Linked DNA regions of Rattus norvegicus: regions 2 and 3 are each linked to region 1. Evidence: chromatin contacts called from public Hi-C data. All regions are on one chromosome and are shown on one strand. Each heading gives the region's core, a stretch centred on a gene start, on an enhancer-like site or on the middle of the called end of the contact. The rest is flanking DNA. Distances are from core to core; before and after follow the strand shown.

What was found. A called contact is a pair of places that touch in the nucleus more often than the background predicts.
Region 2: a contact with region 1 is called in a Hi-C map of the Rat2 cell line, with 5 times the contacts expected there. The contact joins two enhancer-like sites. A contact is called at or near these places in 2 of 12 Hi-C or Micro-C datasets (the Rat2 cell line and Schwann cells).
Region 3: a Hi-C map of frontal cortex shows a contact between it and region 1, with 5 times the contacts expected there. The contact joins the promoter of Zfp217 here to the enhancer-like site in region 1. A contact is called at or near these places in 7 of 12 Hi-C or Micro-C datasets (the Rat2 cell line, Schwann cells, frontal cortex and 3 more) and 1 of 1 datasets of contacts at active chromatin or transcription factors (oligodendrocytes).

Annotation. Positions count from the first base shown.
Region 1 is chr3:179,551,154-179,554,131 of GRCr8, forward strand. No RefSeq gene overlaps it. Among named protein-coding and RNA genes, the nearest start is that of Bcas1, 85 kb to the right of the region's middle. Within about 2 kb of position 1,383, at least 8 of the 93 cell types and tissues checked have an H3K27ac peak or open chromatin away from gene starts, as enhancers often do.
Region 2 is chr3:179,421,073-179,423,799 of GRCr8, forward strand. No RefSeq gene overlaps it. Among named protein-coding and RNA genes, the nearest start is that of Zfp217, 100 kb to the left of the region's middle. Within about 2 kb of position 1,314, at least 35 of the 93 cell types and tissues checked have an H3K27ac peak or open chromatin away from gene starts, as enhancers often do.
Region 3 is chr3:179,320,355-179,323,054 of GRCr8, forward strand. Zfp217 (zinc finger protein 217) reads right to left here and starts at 1,339. Exons shown (of 5, transcript NM_001107813.1): 1 at 1-1,339. The coding sequence starts at 1,339.

The sequences.
Region 1 (2,978 bases), core at 133-2,632:
CCGCTTGGTCAGCCTGCAGAACCCAGTTCCTGGGCGCCCCCATATGGTCGGATTATATAAAAGGCGCTTGAATGACATTTGTCACTCTCAAGACGTGAGATCCTTCAAAGGCAATAGTTGCCAGCTGGGGCCATTTTGTCAGGAAGCACCTATTTGGAAATCTGAAACTAATGCATACAGATTCCTGCCAATCAGCTCCTAAGGAAGTGTAAGGAAGCACTTAAATTCAGTGCAGGGGGCGGGGGACGAAGCGTGGAGGGGGCGGGGGACACAGCTGTAAATTGGATAATGCATCAGGAAGGCTGTGCGTGAGATCCTGTCAGGCAGCGTGACCTCTATCCTGGTTTCTGTTAAATCATGTGGTTCGCTTCTGCCTGGCAAGTTAGAGGCCCCAGGGTTTAGAGGAGTGAGAGGTAGCATTATGGGTGGCCATACAGAAGCAAGGAAAAAAAAAAGTCCAACCCGGGAGAAGCGCTCCCTGGCTAGTGTCTGCCTACATTAAAGACTCAATCAATAATCAATGTTTGTTTGGAAGTTGCTTGCTGTCATTTTTTCCCCCTTGTTGCTAACAGGCGGTCATTTTCAGGGGACTCACTTTCCATAGAGTAAACACAGTCCTGACCAGGGACAAACACGGACTCTACACACTGTGCCAAACAGCTTACTTAGGGCTCTGAAGAGGACATAGAGAGTGGTTAAAACCGAGCCCCGCCAGCAGCCCATCCCTAATCTCGGGGTTTGCACCGTGGGAAAGTGGGTAACTGCTGCCCCTTCCCTCTCCTTCCTCCCAGGTAGGTGGGTAGGAGGGATTTTCTCTCCCACTTGTGCTAATGACCATGCTGAAGCCCCTCCACCCTGCAGTGCTGGAAATGGAACACAGGCCTCGTTTGTGCTGGGTCGGTACTGTACCTCTGAGTTACATCTCAAGCTCTGGTTTATAGCTTCAGGCCAAAGACTAGCCTGGGGCTATGGGACAGAAGAGACCACACCTGCATATCCTGGATGGGGGCACCTAGACTTCTTTTGGATCTTTGAGGGGAGCCAGAGGGGTACGGCTTCTTAAATCTAATGAGACCCCTACTGCCCTGTGGGGGCTGTTAGACTGTCCCCCCAGTGTATCTGGACTGTTTACATGATGCTTGGAGGTAGGGATTGGAGGGGGAGGGGGAGAGGAGAGACGAGAGGAAGGTAGGGGGAGAGAGAGAGAAATATACCTGTGTTTAACGAGCTACAAGCTACAAACAAAACCAGTATTCTCTCTGGCTTTCTCTTTCCCCTCCCAGCTTTTGGCAGCTCTCAGGGTTTGTGGCTCATTCCCCAGAGGATGAATCCAGGAGTGGCCTCAGGCTGCTGGGAACAACTGCTCCTTTGAGTGAATTCTCTTATGGATATGAGGCAAACAGTTTCTGTCACCAGGAACTGGAAGGCATCCTTGGGAATGTGCATGCATGTGTGTGCACATGAGTGTGTGTGGGGTGTGTGTGTGTGTGTGTGTGTGTGTGTGTGTATGTGTGTGTAACTTGCACGCACAATGCCGGACATTTCGTCTCACTAGCTCCATTCTTGGAAAAGACACGTCTTCTTGGCAAGGGAGAGGAGACACTTCCCTGAGCACCTACAAATAAATCAGCGAATCGTTAAAGACTCATGGTGACAATCGGGCACCTTTGTCCCTCTCCTCCCGCACGTCTTAATTTGAATTTCTTTGGGGACAGTATTCCAGAATGTTTTGCTGCCTGTCAGGTTTGCTCCTCACTCGACCTGCCAGAGGTTGGTTGGGCTCTGTGGGGCCCAGCTTTCAGCCCCTAACCCCTCTGACTCCCGTGGACTTTCTGTGCGGATTTGGGGAGTGTCTTGCTGGGGCAGTTAGTGAAGGCGGCATCAGAGACAGGATTGCGACTGAAAACACACAACTTTCGCACGAAAGCGCAAAACTTGCTTCTTAAAACTACAGCTGGGTTTAGGGTCCCTGCAATGAATCATTGAGTTTGTGGCTTAAATTTCCTGGCCTCAACAAAAACAAAAGCAAAACCACAATTTTGTTAAGCGCACCCACTTTTTTTGCCCAGGAGGGGTTAGGACCAGGAATAAAAGCCCGGGAGGGGCTTTGCAGGGCTTCTCTCAGAGAGCCCCTCCCCCACCCCAACCTGTGTTTGCCTTCCGGAAGCGGGAGGGTGTTATTGCCTGGTGGCCCGAGTCAGTCACTCCCCACTGCTTCTGCACCTCCCTATCCTGCCTGGAAACTTCTCTCATCTCAGCCGAAGGAGCTGGTGCCCTGTAAGGTGAAACTGGCCAACTTCCTCTACACACCGCGCTGGCCCAGAGGCTGGCAAAAGGTCACAGCAGGCGTCGCCCCCAGGGCTTTGCAGACAAAGGAACTGTCAGCAGGCTGGTCTCATTGGTGGCGACTTGGTGGGACTGGGTAGTGTGGCCACTTCTTCTAGTTTTCCCAAGGTGCTTTTAACACTCCACCCCCAATCTTTCCAGCAAAACCTTCTAGCACGGAATGACACGGAGCGGAGCACGGGACATGGGGGCTCTGAACCCAGCAAGGAACACACAGTGATTTCCAAATCAGGTCCTGAGGACCCAGGAAGCAAGTTTAGCTTAAAGGAAGCCACTTCTGGTCTGTATTTGAACCCTAGAATGCAGTCAGCGAGCTGGCAGGCAGGCCACATGGCTATACCGCCTTTCTTCCTCCACATGTGGGGGCTTACAGACATGGCTGTGCTGTGGCTACATTACCAATTTCCCAATCTGTTCTAGGTGTGGCTCCTGTGCTCTCATCCGTGCTAGGACAAGATATTCAATAAACATTTCTGACCCCTGTGATAGTTCTCATGTGGGGGGAGGGGGAGAGAGAGAGAGAGAGAGAGAGAGAGAGAGAGAGAGAGAGAGAGAGAGAGAGAGAGAATGAATATTTACCAGTCTGGCAAGAATGAAAGAATGAATATATTCTGAAGGAACGCATGCAATCT
Region 2 (2,727 bases), core at 64-2,563, 130 kb before region 1:
GGAAGCAGGTCTCTGGTAATTCCTGCCTGCCTGAGAATCTGTCATGTGAATATTTTACCCACTAGTCTTCATTTCCTCCTTCCCTCCTCTTGCCCTCCTCCTCATCTTCTTCCTCCTCATCTTCTTCCTCCTCCTCTTCCTTTTCCTCCTCCTCCTCATCTTCCTCCTCTTCTTTTTCTCCTTTTCCTCCTCTTCTTCCTCCCTTTCCTCCTCCTCCTCCCCTTGTTTCCTTCTCTCCCTCCTAACCTTTCTTTCTTTTTTTTTTTTTTTTCTTTTTTTTCGGAGCTGGGGACCGAACCCAGGGCCTTGCGTTTGCTAGGCAAGTGCTCTACCGCTGAGCTAAATCCCCAACCCCCCTCCTAGCCTTTCTTACGCGCTTTCTCTTTTTATTACATTGCTTGGCTCTGTGTGTGTGTGTGTGTGTGTGTGTGTGTGTGTGTGTGTGTGTGTATGTGTGTGAACACGGGCGTGGTCCTGCCCTGCCGTGGCACATGTGTGGAGGCAAAAGAGGCTTGCAGAATGCAGACGCATGCATCCTAAATGGCCTCTTTCTGTATCTCGGTTGACGGTTGCCCGCTCTCCTTTAAGACACGGTCATCCAGCAGGATGTGACAAATATCCTCCCTTATTCTCTATACACTCACCTCGAGCTGCGAGAGCTGAATAAAGACACGCCCCCAATTTTAAAATTTCCAGACATGAGAGCACGTGTAGCCTTACTCTCTCTCGGTGGCCTCAAACCTTCCACCACCCCCACCCCCACACGGTCAACACTGCCCTCTGTCAGTGCTGGACTGTGACTACCACGACCTCCTCACTTCTTAGTCAGAGAAAGTGCTAAAATCCCCCCATTATTTATTGATTCCCCAGCAGAGGGATAGGGTCCTTAAACCTAATTATGTGCCGAGTGGCCGAGATGTTGGCAGAATGGTAAACTCCTTTGGCTAACGCCAGGCATATGTTGGAGGGATTCAGCTAGCTCACATATCTGTCTGTACTGTTAATAGAGTAGGTTACACGCCAATTACCCAGGCATCTATCAACCGGGCAGAGTACAATGGACGCAGTGTTCACACAGGGGATGGGTACATTCCTTCTCTGCATCCGGAGCATCTGGGCCAGATAAAGACCACTGGGCTTCCAGATCTAGGAGTGCGCTGGGACGGAGCCCAGTTTGCCCCTTCTTCAAATTCCTGCCGGCTTCTTTCACCTGGAGTCTTCGAAGGCGGGGGAGGGGAGTTGCAGCTCACTAGTGTTCAGTCATCTGCTCAGACTTGCTGGCTGTCTGGGTGGAGGTGCGGAGGAAGAAGAGAGAAACAAACCACAGACAGTCTCAGTGACAGAAGACACAATAACAGGAGAGGGTAAATAGATTCCAATAAAGAGAGAGCCCGCACGTGCTCTGGTGCCGGTTTTAGATAGCCATCAGTCTAGGCTATCTTTTCCCTAAGAGTTTGTCCTTGTGCGGGAGAGAGCCCGCCTCTGCTCTGTTCCTTTTGATGATTCTTTTTCGTTCCCTCTCGCTCTGACGCAGAAAGGTGGGTTGGAAATCTTGCAGTATCATCAGAAAAAAAAAATGTTGCTTCTGGTGGTATTTTTAACCGAGCACGGAAGCCGTAATGTCTAGAACCTGGATAGAGAAAGCCTCGGCTCTCTTTTCAGCCTATCCTCCAAAGTGGCTGGCAGGGAGCAGCGCACGAGAGACAGGAGTCAAAATGGCAGATGTTGGAGGCTCGGGGTTGGGGATGGGGGCGGGAGGCTGATAATCTGAGGCTCGCCGGGGAGTTCTCCCACGATTCCCATTCACCCTACTTCTCAGAGCCCGGCATGAATCAGTTGCTGTCCACTTGCCTAAAACTCCACCGCCAAGTCCCAGTGCAGCAATAAACAAACAACAAAACCTCGTGGGTCCTAGGACCAGCCTCGCAGGGTTGCCTTGGTACTCTGCCGGCCGGCCTCCTTTTTTAAAAATTACCCACAGGTATTAAACAGGCAGATACAGCATGATTGCCTGCATTTGTGTGTTATTTTAGTGGCGTGTCTTCTCCCTCGATCTCCCCGAGGAAAATACAGTAATTAACTCCATGCAGAAGGGGGAGGGGATCTCTCTCTCTCTCTCTCTCTCTCTCTCTCTCTCTCTCTCTCTCTCTCTCCCTCTCTCCCTCTCTCCCTCTCTCCCTCTCTCCCTCCCTCCCTCCCTCCTCCCTCCTGTGTTTTTCCCCCTCCTTAGGCTTGAAAGGAGATTCTAGCAGATAATTTGGCCGAACATGAAAAGGGAGACTCCGCTCACTGCCGCCGGAATAAAGTGCTAGGTTGGTGAAGCTCTGAGGGCCGAGCTGGTTATTTCCTGACATGAAAAGCAGACATTTATCTGTTCCCATGGAGATGCAATTTCTACTAGTCAATCAGGCCCAGGGGAGGTCAGACAATAGCCAGTGGGTCCTTTTTCCATCTTGAGAGACACTCGATTCCGGCTGTATTTGAGTATTCTACCTAAACTTACAGGCACCTAAAATGATTCCTCAGAAATACCTGTAAACTAAACTATGACAATTTCAAGCGATCAAAACGGACTGGGAATTCCTGGTTCCCCAGGGAAGTTGGGGTGTAGCATGTCCCGTATCGTGTCCACCCCCTCACTTCCCCCCACCCGCCTTCGAGTTTCAAATCCTCCAGCTAGTATGTCACAATCACTCTCTGCATAAATTTGGTTTCCAAACTTGACCG
Region 3 (2,700 bases), core at 89-2,588, 230 kb before region 1:
CTCCTTCTCGGTCCCCGGCCCCACTCTCTTCCAGAGTGGTGCGGAGTTCTGGGGAGCAGGTCCCAGGCTGCCTGGCATCCCCAGCCATGGTGGGTGATGGGGCATCAGCCCTCCTGTCCTTTCTGTGCACCCTCGAGTGCAGGACCAGCTGGTGGTATGTCCTGAACGCTTTACTGCACTCCGAACAGTGTGTGGGCTTCTCCTTGCTGCCGGGCAACTTGGAGTCAGCGTCCCCTGAAGGCACTTCACTGTTACCATGTCTAGACTTATCTTTGTCTTGGGAGAGACCTGAACAACTGCTTCTATTTGTCTTGGACTTTCCAGAACCTTCCACCTTACCCCCAACCCATATTTCTCCAAGTTCCTCTTTCTCTGAACACGAATCATCGTTGTCCGTGCTTCCTTCTTGGCCTGACTCTTTCACCTCTTCTTGGGCAACGGCCACTTTGCCTTTGGTAGCCAACTGCCATGCCTGGTAGGTGGTGAATGGGTCAAGCTGAGGTATAGAGGTCATGGGCTTCACTGTACTCTCTGCAGTTGATCTGGGTCTCAAGTTCAAAAACTGCAGCAGCTCTTCCCTCGGGGATGTGGGTTCCTCTTGGTGGCCATCAGGGGCTGTGCTGCTGGCACTAGGAACAGTTTCTTTGGCATGAACCTTGCTGTGCTCAATGAGGCTCTGCTTATTTGGGAAGAGGAAGCCACAGACCATGCAGATCTTGTAGGGAGTGGAGATGTTCCCAGGGGCATGTGCCTGGACCACATCGTTGATGGTGACTGGACTCTCCGTGCCCTGCTGCAGCTTGCTTCTGGTGCCAGACTTGCCATTGTGTGTCCGCATGTGGTTCTTCAGGAACCACGGCTCCTTGAATCTCCTCCCGCACATGCTGCACCCATACGTGAAGGAGTCCTTATGTTTCTTCATGTGGCTCTCAACATCAAAAGCCACTGGGAATGTCTGTCCGCATACATCACAGCTCAGCTCTTCCATTTCTTTGCTGCTCTTCTCCTTTGGTGGTTCCGTGGGCACCTGACCTTTGTCCAGGGGGCTTAAATACTCGGCCTCCACACGCAGCACAGCCGGCTCACAGAGGGTGGGCCGGTGCTGCAGGAGCACATGCTGATTGAGATCTTCCGCGTGAGAGAAGACCTGGCTGCAGAACATGCAGTCCAGGGGCATGTGTCCCTCAGCTGTGGCCAAGCTCTTCTCCTGCGCAGCTCGGAAGGGGACCACAGCCGGTCCCTTCATGGGCACAGCATCATCCACCTCCATCTGGGTACCTAGAGAACTGCCAAGGACTTCCGGCCCGTCCATGTACACGAGGAGGGATTGCGTCGGCATGCTGCCGGCCACTTCAGGTCTGAGTGGATGGACGATCCAGCTGTCTGCTAAGGATCTCTGGAGTTAGAATAAGGACACTTGTGAGATATCACCACTCAAACCTCCAGAAGCCCTGGGCGTCAAAATTAGAGCAACTCTAAGTTCAGAGGGATGTGTATATTCCAGAGCTTGGGGGAAGCTCAGTGATAGAGGTGGGTCTTTGCACAAACAAGGCATCCAGGCTGCCCTGGGCTGTGATTCAGACGTGAGTCAGCATGAGGGCAACAGTTCTGTCCATCTCCACTGGGTGAGTGGCTCAGTTGAGCAAGACGTTGATCCCGGCAATGTGAAGACAAGGGACTTCCAAAATCTGAAAGGAAAAAACACGCCTCAGTGAAGAAGGCTCAGGAACAGGGTTTGGCCCATGAGTCACATGATCTTTTCCACAAAAAGGGACCCAACTGCCTACCCTTTGACTAATCCATAACATCCTGCTGAACATGCTTCTTAATTTCCTCACTAGCACACTTCCCAGTGGGTAGACTTACTAAGTGAGCAGAACTGCAGCCAGTCAGGAGACCTTTAAGCCAGAGCTCTGCCTACTGAAATATAAATGCCAAGTGTGAACAGGAAACGGCAACGACAGGCTGGCCAGCCTGGGCTACATAGTGAGGTCAAAGCAAGCCTTGTCAACGTACACAACGTACAACCGTCTCAAAAACGGACAGGCCAAGACAGCTTTAGGATAAAATTGTCACAACTCTGCTGTCTCAGTCAGATGCCCCCAAGATGCATGCGTGTCTCCTACAGTGACTACAGGAGTTTGCAAAAGCACAAACATGGCAAAGCACAAACGCATGCCTGCAATCTCAGCACTCACGAGGAGGAGGCAGCTGGAGCTGAAATTTCAAAGCTAGCCTGGTCTACATAGCCAGAGCTACGAGTCCTTGTCTCAAAAGAAAGAAGTTACGAAAATGGATCTAACAAAATGAGACTGGTCCAAAGCCTCAGCAGACTCAGGAACTTTTCCTTGCATTAGGTCCTTGGCCCAGGACCCTGAGGTTTCGGGTACCAGATGCTGCCAGGCAGGGTTGGGTTTCAAAGGGTCAACGACCTACCAGATGCAGAGGCCACTGACTTCCCCGTGTCCACATTTCTTTCTAACAGGCCTCCTCGGACCTAACTCTGTATGGCTCATTCCTCCTTCACAAAATCCACTTCCTACCTGTCTGTCTCCACCTTCCACTGGCCAGGGAGAAGGGAGTGGCTTAGCTACTCTGTGGACTCTGATTTCCACTCTTGAAGATTTAATCCCTAAAAACCTCAGTGTCCTTCACAGCACAGAGAGGGTTTATTTGAAATAGTCCTGCCTCTTTCTTCTA